2 separate regions of the Mus musculus genome follow, and region 1 is linked to region 2. A link is a contact called in public Hi-C data. All regions are on one chromosome and are shown on one strand. Each heading gives the region's core, a stretch centred on a gene start, on an enhancer-like site or on the middle of the called end of the contact. The rest is flanking DNA. Distances are from core to core; before and after follow the strand shown.

Region 1 (3,938 bases), core at 111-2,610, 430 kb after region 2:
GTGACTGCTGACTCTTTGGTATTTATAACTGTCCTTATCCAGACTAGACAGTGCTACTTCAAAGAAACTGTTAAGTTTATCTGATATAAACTGGGGCATGGCCATATGTTACATCAGAAACAAAAACAAAAAAACAAACAAAAACAAAAACAACAACAACAACAAAATTTGCCCGAATATCCAATGAGGAAAACTGAGCTAAAAAAGTGTGTCAAAAAGCCAAAGAGCAACTCTTCACAATTGATGGGTTTGGGCAGAGGTGTGGGGAGGGAAGGGCTCAGCTCTATTTAAGGGACATGCTACTAAGAATCTGACGATGTTCCAGCAAGTATACAGATATCACAAAAATGGACTCTCCCCTCCCCGTTTTAAAATTATTTTTTACTTCTTTTAGGGGCAAGCGGGAAGACATGGAACTGTGAAGGGATTAAGATCAGAGTGCATGACATGAAACTCCCAGAGCAGTAAAAATGTTAATATACAAAAAAATACACACATACCCATGTACACACACAGGCAGAGCTCGCGTGCATGCGCATGCACACACACACATACACACACACACACAGCGAATGAGCACCTGGCAGTCGGGTTTCTGACTAGGCGACTGTTAGAGGGCACATGGGCGGCTAGCTTCCTGGGGCGCATGTTTTTTCCCTGTCTGTCTTCTGCAATGGGCATTTTTTCCCCTGACATGTTTTGGAGCCAAGTGCTTGGAGCTTATTTCTTGTCACACAGTCACTCACCTCCCACATCTGAGTTACAAACATCTGCAGGCAGCTCTGGGCTTGTTTCAAAGGCAGGGAAGATCCTGGTCAGCAAGTCAAGTTTGCATCCTTGGCTGGGAATATGGATCCCTTAGTTGACCTGTCACCTCCCCTTACACCAGGTAGGTTAGAATAATGGGACGGCCTGTGAGGGTGAGTAGTAAAAACATGAAGACACTTTAAAAACTGGATGGGTGCATGCACTTAGAAAACTGAGGCAGGAGGATTGCTGTGTGTTTAAGGCTATCCTGGGCAACATAGTGCGTTTCTGACCAGCATCAACTATATAATGAAACCCTATCTCAAACAAAATAAAATTCTTAAAAAAAAAAAAACCCACTATAAAAGAAACACAGGTAAAATTGCTACTTTGAAAAATTAAATTATTAGAAAACATGAAGAAATGAAACAAAACAAAGCATTTATCTAAATGTTCCTAAGCCTCACTCATCAAACGCCCATGATGCTTGGTAACTAACGCATCACAGAAGGCTGGCTGCCTCTTTGAGAAGCTGCTGGAGGTCTCTGACAAGAGCTACCATTTCTTGGCCAGCAGTGCACTTTCAGCTTATGTAATCACATCTCATCTTAGCTGTGAATCAATAGCAGGAGGGACCATTTTCCCTGAGGAAATCCAAGATGCAAACTGGGGCAGGTCGAAGTGGGAGGTCTGCCTGTCAAGTGCTTCCTCCCAGCCTCTCAGCCATGCAAATGGTGTGTATGTGAACAATTCCAGTCCCTTCTGCAGAAGGTCAGCACCTTCAGTTCCAGGAAGGAAGTGGGGACTCAGGCAGCTGAATGATGGGACACAGGAGGAAGTCCAAGGTAAGGGCTGAGAAGAGAAGCCTTGCCCATCTAAGAACAATTGGAAGAGGCGGGGAGTGCCCAGCCACGCCCACATGTGCCTGCAAGCGCCCAGGCTTCCCTGGCAGCGCTCCACCAAAGGGTCATGCACAGGCACTAGCTGGCAAGGCCCGCCAGACCGAACGCTCCCCGAGCCTGTCTGTAAGGTCTGGCAACAAGAGCGTCTGCAGACAAGAAAATCCACAGCGTGGCATTCCTCCAGGGAAAATGTTGTGCTGGGCTGGAGCCAGGCCTGCAACACCTGTGAACAAGTAGATTCCAGAGTGAGGAGTCACGGGCTGGCCCCTCTGAGGCCAGGCTCAGCCGCCGTTTAAGTGACATCCATTCATCTCTCACCTGCCTTTGGGAAAGGCAAGAAGATCACTGACTCTCAGTCAAAAGCACGATGTGACCGACCTGGCTCCTAAGAGGACACAGCTCTTATATGTTATCCAGACACCTTGAAACAACCACAAGGACATACCACAACACCACCACTAGGTGGCTATCATTTAAAAATAAAAAATCAATTTGGTGAGGATGTGGAGAAATTGCAAAACCCATGCAATGGGGAGGAGCACACTGAGGAGCACGGGGAATGGCTCAGACACTATCAGAAACAGCCTGGATGCCACCAAACCACCAGCAAAAAATTCAAAACATCAGGGAGAGAATCATGTGAAAGTTATAAGGATGAAATTACTCAAGAACCCTAAGAGTGACTCTAAGACACAGGCATACTTCATTGGTATATGGGGGGTCTCAGTCACTGGTACCATACTTGCTTAGCCACAGGAAGCTCTAGGTGTCCATTCCAGCACCAATTTAAAAAGGAAGAAAAAAATCATTGAGGGTAGGGGGCTGGAGAGATGGCTCAGGGGTTAAGAGCACTGGCTGCTCTTCCAGAGGACCCAGGTTCAACTACCAATACCCACATGGCAGCTTACAACTGTAACTCCAGTCCCAGGGATCTAATAACTCTCCTGGCCTCCATGAGCACCGAGCATGCTTGTGGACACATACATACATGCAGACAAAACACCCATACACACAGCTCGCATTATCACTGAAGGCAAGAACCGGAGGCTCAACAGATCACAGACCCTAAGGGAACATCCACTCCTATTATTTCTAAATGAACATAGTAATTAAACAGGCCCAGATGGCATGTTGCTATACCCACACAGACCAGTGATCACTAAGCCACCATCAGAAAAGCTGCTTCTTGTATTAGGTAGTAATTAACACGGAGCCTCACAGTTGGTCAACTGTGGGGAAGAAGAGACTTTGAAGTGCTCTAATTGGAATATCTGCATCATACCCCTCCTCTCAAGGACCTATGTAGAAGGTGGGTCAGAAAGATTTTAAGAGGCAGAAGCGGATGACTTCAAAGGAAACGGCAGTTTCTAGACACAACAGGAGAGATGCGCACGTGAAGCCACAGAGACCGTGACAACATGCACAAGATCTGCACAAGCTCAGGCCAGACAAGATCCCAGCCCATCCGAGGGAAAGGAAGTGGGCATGAAGTCCTACCCAGAACCAGGACGATATCTGCAACTGATAGCTGCTGGTGAAGGGAAATCAGTTTTCTTCACTGAAGAGGGTTATCACCCACATCACAAAGAAGGCCCACACTTATGAGTGGGTGGCCAATACAAACTGGACTCCTAGGGTTTTGTTGTTTATTTGTTTTTTTCTAAGAGAAAAAGAACTTTAAGTTGAGTAGGTAGGGAAGTGGAGGGGGGGGGGCTGAGAAAAGTTGGGGGAAGAAAAAAACAAAACCAAAGTATATTGTATGAATATATTTTTGTCTCAAAGTCTCAAAGAATAAATAAGTAGTTGTCTTAGTGAGAGTTATGTTGCTGTGATGAAACACTGTGAACAAAAGCAAATTGGGGAGGAAAGGGTTTATGTGGCTTACAGTTCCTCATCACTGTTCTTCAATGAAGGAAGTCAGAACAGGAACTCAAGCAGGGCAGGAACTTGGAGGCAGGAGCTGATGCAGAAGCCATGGAGGGGAGCTGTTTACAGGCTTGCTCAGCCTGCTTTCTTATAGAATCAGGACCACCAGCCCCAGGATGGCACCACCCTCAATGGGTTGGGCCCACCCCCATCAATCACTAATTAAGAAAATGCCCTATGCAGTCTGATATTATGGAGGCATTGTCTCAATTGAGTCTCCCTCTTCTCTAACGACCATAGCTTGTGTCAAGTTGACATAAAACCAGCCATCACAATGACAAAGACCTATTTTAGGTACATGTCTACTGGCATCAATTTCGTAAGAAGCTCTTGTGGTCAGTAATACTAGTATCTTCGGCTTAA
Region 2 (4,291 bases), core at 94-2,593:
ACACATATAAGCATATTTAGTTAATAAGCTAGGCCTGTTAGATGGACCAGTTTAGAAAGCATCGGAGGCCAAAGGTCGTGGGTTCAGTAACAAGATTAAGATCTGCTTGATTAGGGTCAGCGGCCGGGAGCTTCACAGCAGACAACGCTGTGACTGTGACATGCTGTCCCTGACTTGTAGGAATGGTGTGACAGATACAGCAAGTGACCCTAAACTCAGAGGGGAAGAGACTGATCCCCAAACTGTCAGAGAGTGCCATGAGCTCAGCCCTCCAGCTGGCCATTTTGTGTGTAGGTTTGTGGGGGGAAGGGTTAGCAGATTGGTTTTGAGTCTTAAGCCATTTTTGAGAATAAAGATATCTGAGGGTCCCTCTAGCCAAATATTCCTTCTGGCGTACCTCTGATTTGAACCATTAGGATGTGGCGAGGTTAACTGACTGTAATGAGGTCCTGCAGCTGGAACTTTGTGTACAACTGAACCCTGGCTTTTAAAGCTCACCCATAGACAATGTTCGCTTTTCTCTGTGTATGCCAGAGATCTTCAATTAGTTTTGAGCTCTGCTCTCTTATGACAGATTTCTTGACAGGTGTCAATAGACATATAAAACTTGGTCTAGTATATAAGAGCTTTTCTGGCTCTTTTTTTTTTTTGATTGTGCAGAATTTTCCATTTCTTCAGTTGGTAAACAGAAAATATGAGATGAAGTCAAAACCGGAACCACGTAGGGCAGTGCATCATGGGTCAGTCAGCTGACCACACGTCAGTCCTTGTTCACCCGAGTGGTTTCAGTGCTAGTGGGTAATGTTATTGCTGTTGTCTCTTCACAGGCGTGTTCATAAGGTTTCACATAAAGGCCACTGAAAGGCTGAGTAAGGATAAACTTAAGGATGTCATTATATTTTTAAATGTTCTCGCTTTGTGTTTCATTATGGCTTAGACCACAGGGCACACTCAGCCATGTTCTGTCATTTCATTCCAGATATACCAGCTCCCCTCACTGGGGAAACTGGGCTAGATTAGGAAACTGATTTATTCAAAGCTTCCAATTTTGTTCCAACTGAGCCAGCCCCACAATAGTTCTTCTTAGTCCGTACAGCATTAACTGAGGGTCCAGTGCCTGCCACACCCTTTTCCAGACACTGGGATGACAATACCAATTCCATTCGGTCCAGCCTGCCTCTGGCTTGTTTCTGGCTATGATTTATGCTGTTGTGGTTTCTGTATCTAGTCTCCAGCAACTGCATGCCTCATCCCTGCATCTTCTATGAGCTCTTCTCTCCTTTCTACCATTTTGAAGAGCGCTCATATACTCATGCATGCATGCATGCCTGACATTGTTTCCTCACTTGTGCAGACTGCAAAGTTGTTTTTGAATTGAGCTTGCTGACCATTTTTCAGGCTACGGTGGGTTACTTACAACTGAGTATTGTCTATCCTAAAAAACTGTTTAGCTCTCTCTCTCTCTCTCTCTCTCTCTCTCTCTCTCTCTCTTTCTCTCTCTCTCTCTCTCTGACACTGTGTGTGTGCACGCGTGTGTGCGAGTGTGTATGTGTGCATGCGTGCGTGCCTGTTGAAGTTCAAGGAAATGTAAGGAAGTAGGCTGCTCTTCAGTTCCAGCTCATGATGCACCGTTGCTCTCTTGCAACAAGCATTGCTCAGATATAGACAAAGAGCAGTGACAGACTCTGGAAGTCTTAGAGATACATCCTGATGACCTCTACAGACAAGAAAACATGGCCGATTAAACATAAATGGAAAAGGCCATGATCTGTATTAGAATTAAATGCTACTGCAGTTCCAGCTAATCTAATGTGTAGTCTCTTAATGTCGTTATATGTACCCTCGGCAGCATCACTAACAAACACAGCCATTTTGCAAGAGTTACATAGGGCCAGTATTCAGACATTTAGATCTGTCCAGCCTTTGTCTTCCAAGCCTAGGGTTATTTTTTAGGCAGGAGAACAACAGCTCAGTTTGTGAAATGGGTCTCTGGTTTTCTGTGCTTGTGAGTCTTCTAGTACTACACGGCTCTGAGTTAAACTAAAAAGCATGTTTTCTGGAAGGAAAACTGAGGCAGGGCAGTGAGAATGGCCTCTGACCTGATTTCTCCTCTCCTGGCTTCTGAGTTCTTATGGTCCTTGATCCCATTTTCTGAGACTTCCTGCTCTAGCTGTGGCTGCAGCCAGCCAGCACCAAGCTGACAGAGGGACACACTCTCCCTGCTTCATTTTCCACCCCTTATGCAAATTTTTATTGTTTGTCTCTTGCTCAGAATCTATCATCTCAAGGATAGAGACTGACCAAGGCCAATGGCATTCGTTGCTCCAGCGTTTTCCCATGCGGCAGAGTTGATACCCTTGTCGATAACAGTGGTGTTGACAGGATTAAACATGGTGCTTTTAGGCTGGATTGAGATCTCAGCAGTTAGGACCACTGGCTGCTTTCTCAGAGGACCCAGGTTCAACTCCCAGCATCCACATGGAGCTCATCATTGTAGCTCACGTTCCAGAGATCTCTGGAATTCCCTCTTTTAGACTCTATAGGCACTGTGTGGTGCACAGACATATATGGAGGCATACAATAATTAGCACACACATAAAATAATTTAAAACAAAGCTGAATATACCACTTTTTTACCACCATTGCCAAGCCACACTCATGGTGATGATGGTGCTTCTAAGGATACCTGATGCCCTCTTTCCAAGCCTACTAGACTCCTCATCTTATATGACGCTAATAAATCACTGAGACACATGATTGGAGGTTCTCCATTAAAGCATTGTGATTTAGCATGCCTGCAAAGATGAACTAACGTATGCCTGAGATAGCTCTGTCTCGATGGTCTTGTCCTTTGTCTTAAGGAATACCGAATGGCAGAGAAGCACCTGAAAAAATGCTCAACATCCTTAATCATCAGGGAAATGCAAATCAAAACAACCCTGAGATTCCACCTCACACCAGTCAGAATGGCTAAGATCAAAAATTCAGGTGACAGCAGATGCTGGCGTGGATGTGGAGAAAGAGGAACACTCCTCCATTGTTGGTGGGATTGCAGGCTTGTACAACCACTATGGAAATCAGTCTGGCGGTTCCTCAGAAAACTGGATATAGTACTACCGGAGGATCCAGCAATACCTCTCCTGGGCATATATCCAGAAGATGCCCCAACTGGTAAGAAGGACACATGCTCCACTATGTTCATAGCAGCCTTATTTATAATAGCCAGAAGCTGGAAGGAACCCAGATGCCCCTCAACAGAGGAATGGATACAGAAAATGTGGTACATCTACACAATGGAGTACTACTCAGCTATTAAAAAGAATGAATTTATGAAATTCCTAGCCAAATGGATCGACCTGGAGGGCATCATCCTGAGTGAGGTAACACATTCACAAAGGAACTCACACAATATGTACTCACTGATAAGTGGATATTAGCCCAAAACCTAAGATACCCAAGATATAAGATACAATTTCCTAAACACATGAAACTCAAGAAAAATGAAGACTGAAGTGTGAACACTATGCCCCTCCTTAGAAGAGGGAACAAAACACCCTTGGAAGGAGTTACAGAGACAAAGTTTGGAGCTGAGATAAAAGGATGGACCATGTAGACACTAGCATATCCGGGGATCCATCCCATAATCAGCTTCCAAATGCTGACACCATTGCATACACTAGCAAGATTATGCTGAAAGGACCCTGATATAGCTGTCTCTTGTCAGAGTATGCCTGGGCCTAGCAAACATAGAAGTGGATGCTCACAGTCGGCTATTGGATGGATCACATGGCCCCCAATGAAGGAGCTAGAGAAAGTACCAAAGAAGCTAAAGGGATCTGCAACCCTATAGGTGGAACAACATTATGAACTAACCAGTACCCCGGAGCTCTTGACTCTAGCTGCATATGCATCAAAAGATGGCCTAGTCGGCCATCACTGGAAAGAGAGGCCCATTGGACACGCAAACTTTATATGCCCCAGTACAGGGGAACGCCAGGGCCATAAAAGGGGAGTGGGTGGGTAGGGGAGAGGGGGTGGGTGGCTATGGGGGACTTTTGGTATAGCATTGCAAATGTAAATGAGCGAAATACCTAATAAAAAATGGAAAAAAAAAAAAAAAGAGTCCTTTGGAAAGGCACTGAACTCCGGTGTCTTAGCCGGCACATGTTGGGAGTATGAAATTTAAGAGAAGATTCCAAACTAGCAGCACAGCTGGCCCTGTGCTTTATCGTGCTCCCCGGGGGTCCTTCAGGAAGCAGGCAGGTGGCCCTGCCCCTTTACCTTCTGGCAA

The links. A called contact is a pair of places that touch in the nucleus more often than the background predicts.
Region 1: a Hi-C map of the N1E-115 cell line shows a contact between it and region 2, with 9 times the contacts expected there. The contact joins two enhancer-like sites. A contact is called at or near these places in 1 of 39 promoter capture datasets (hippocampal neurons), 21 of 484 Hi-C or Micro-C datasets (the C3H10T1/2 cell line, the G1E-ER4 cell line, the N1E-115 cell line and 10 more) and 1 of 9 other capture datasets (embryonic stem cells).

What each region holds. Positions count from the first base shown.
Region 1 is chr1:179,135,186-179,139,123 of GRCm38.p6, forward strand. The region is part of intron 5 of Smyd3 (SET and MYND domain containing 3); the gene reads right to left. Among named protein-coding and RNA genes, the nearest start is that of Gm31349, 190 kb to the right of the region's middle. Within about 2 kb of position 1,361, at least 53 of the 459 cell types and tissues checked have an H3K27ac peak or open chromatin away from gene starts, as enhancers often do. A contact at or near this core is called in the N1E-115 cell line, where this site is marked.
Region 2 is chr1:178,703,623-178,707,913 of GRCm38.p6, forward strand. The region is part of intron 3 of Kif26b (kinesin family member 26B); the gene reads left to right. Among named protein-coding and RNA genes, the nearest start is that of Gm24405, 69 kb to the left of the region's middle. Within about 2 kb of position 1,344, at least 1 of the 459 cell types and tissues checked has an H3K27ac peak or open chromatin away from gene starts, as enhancers often do. A contact at or near this core is called in the N1E-115 cell line, where this site is marked.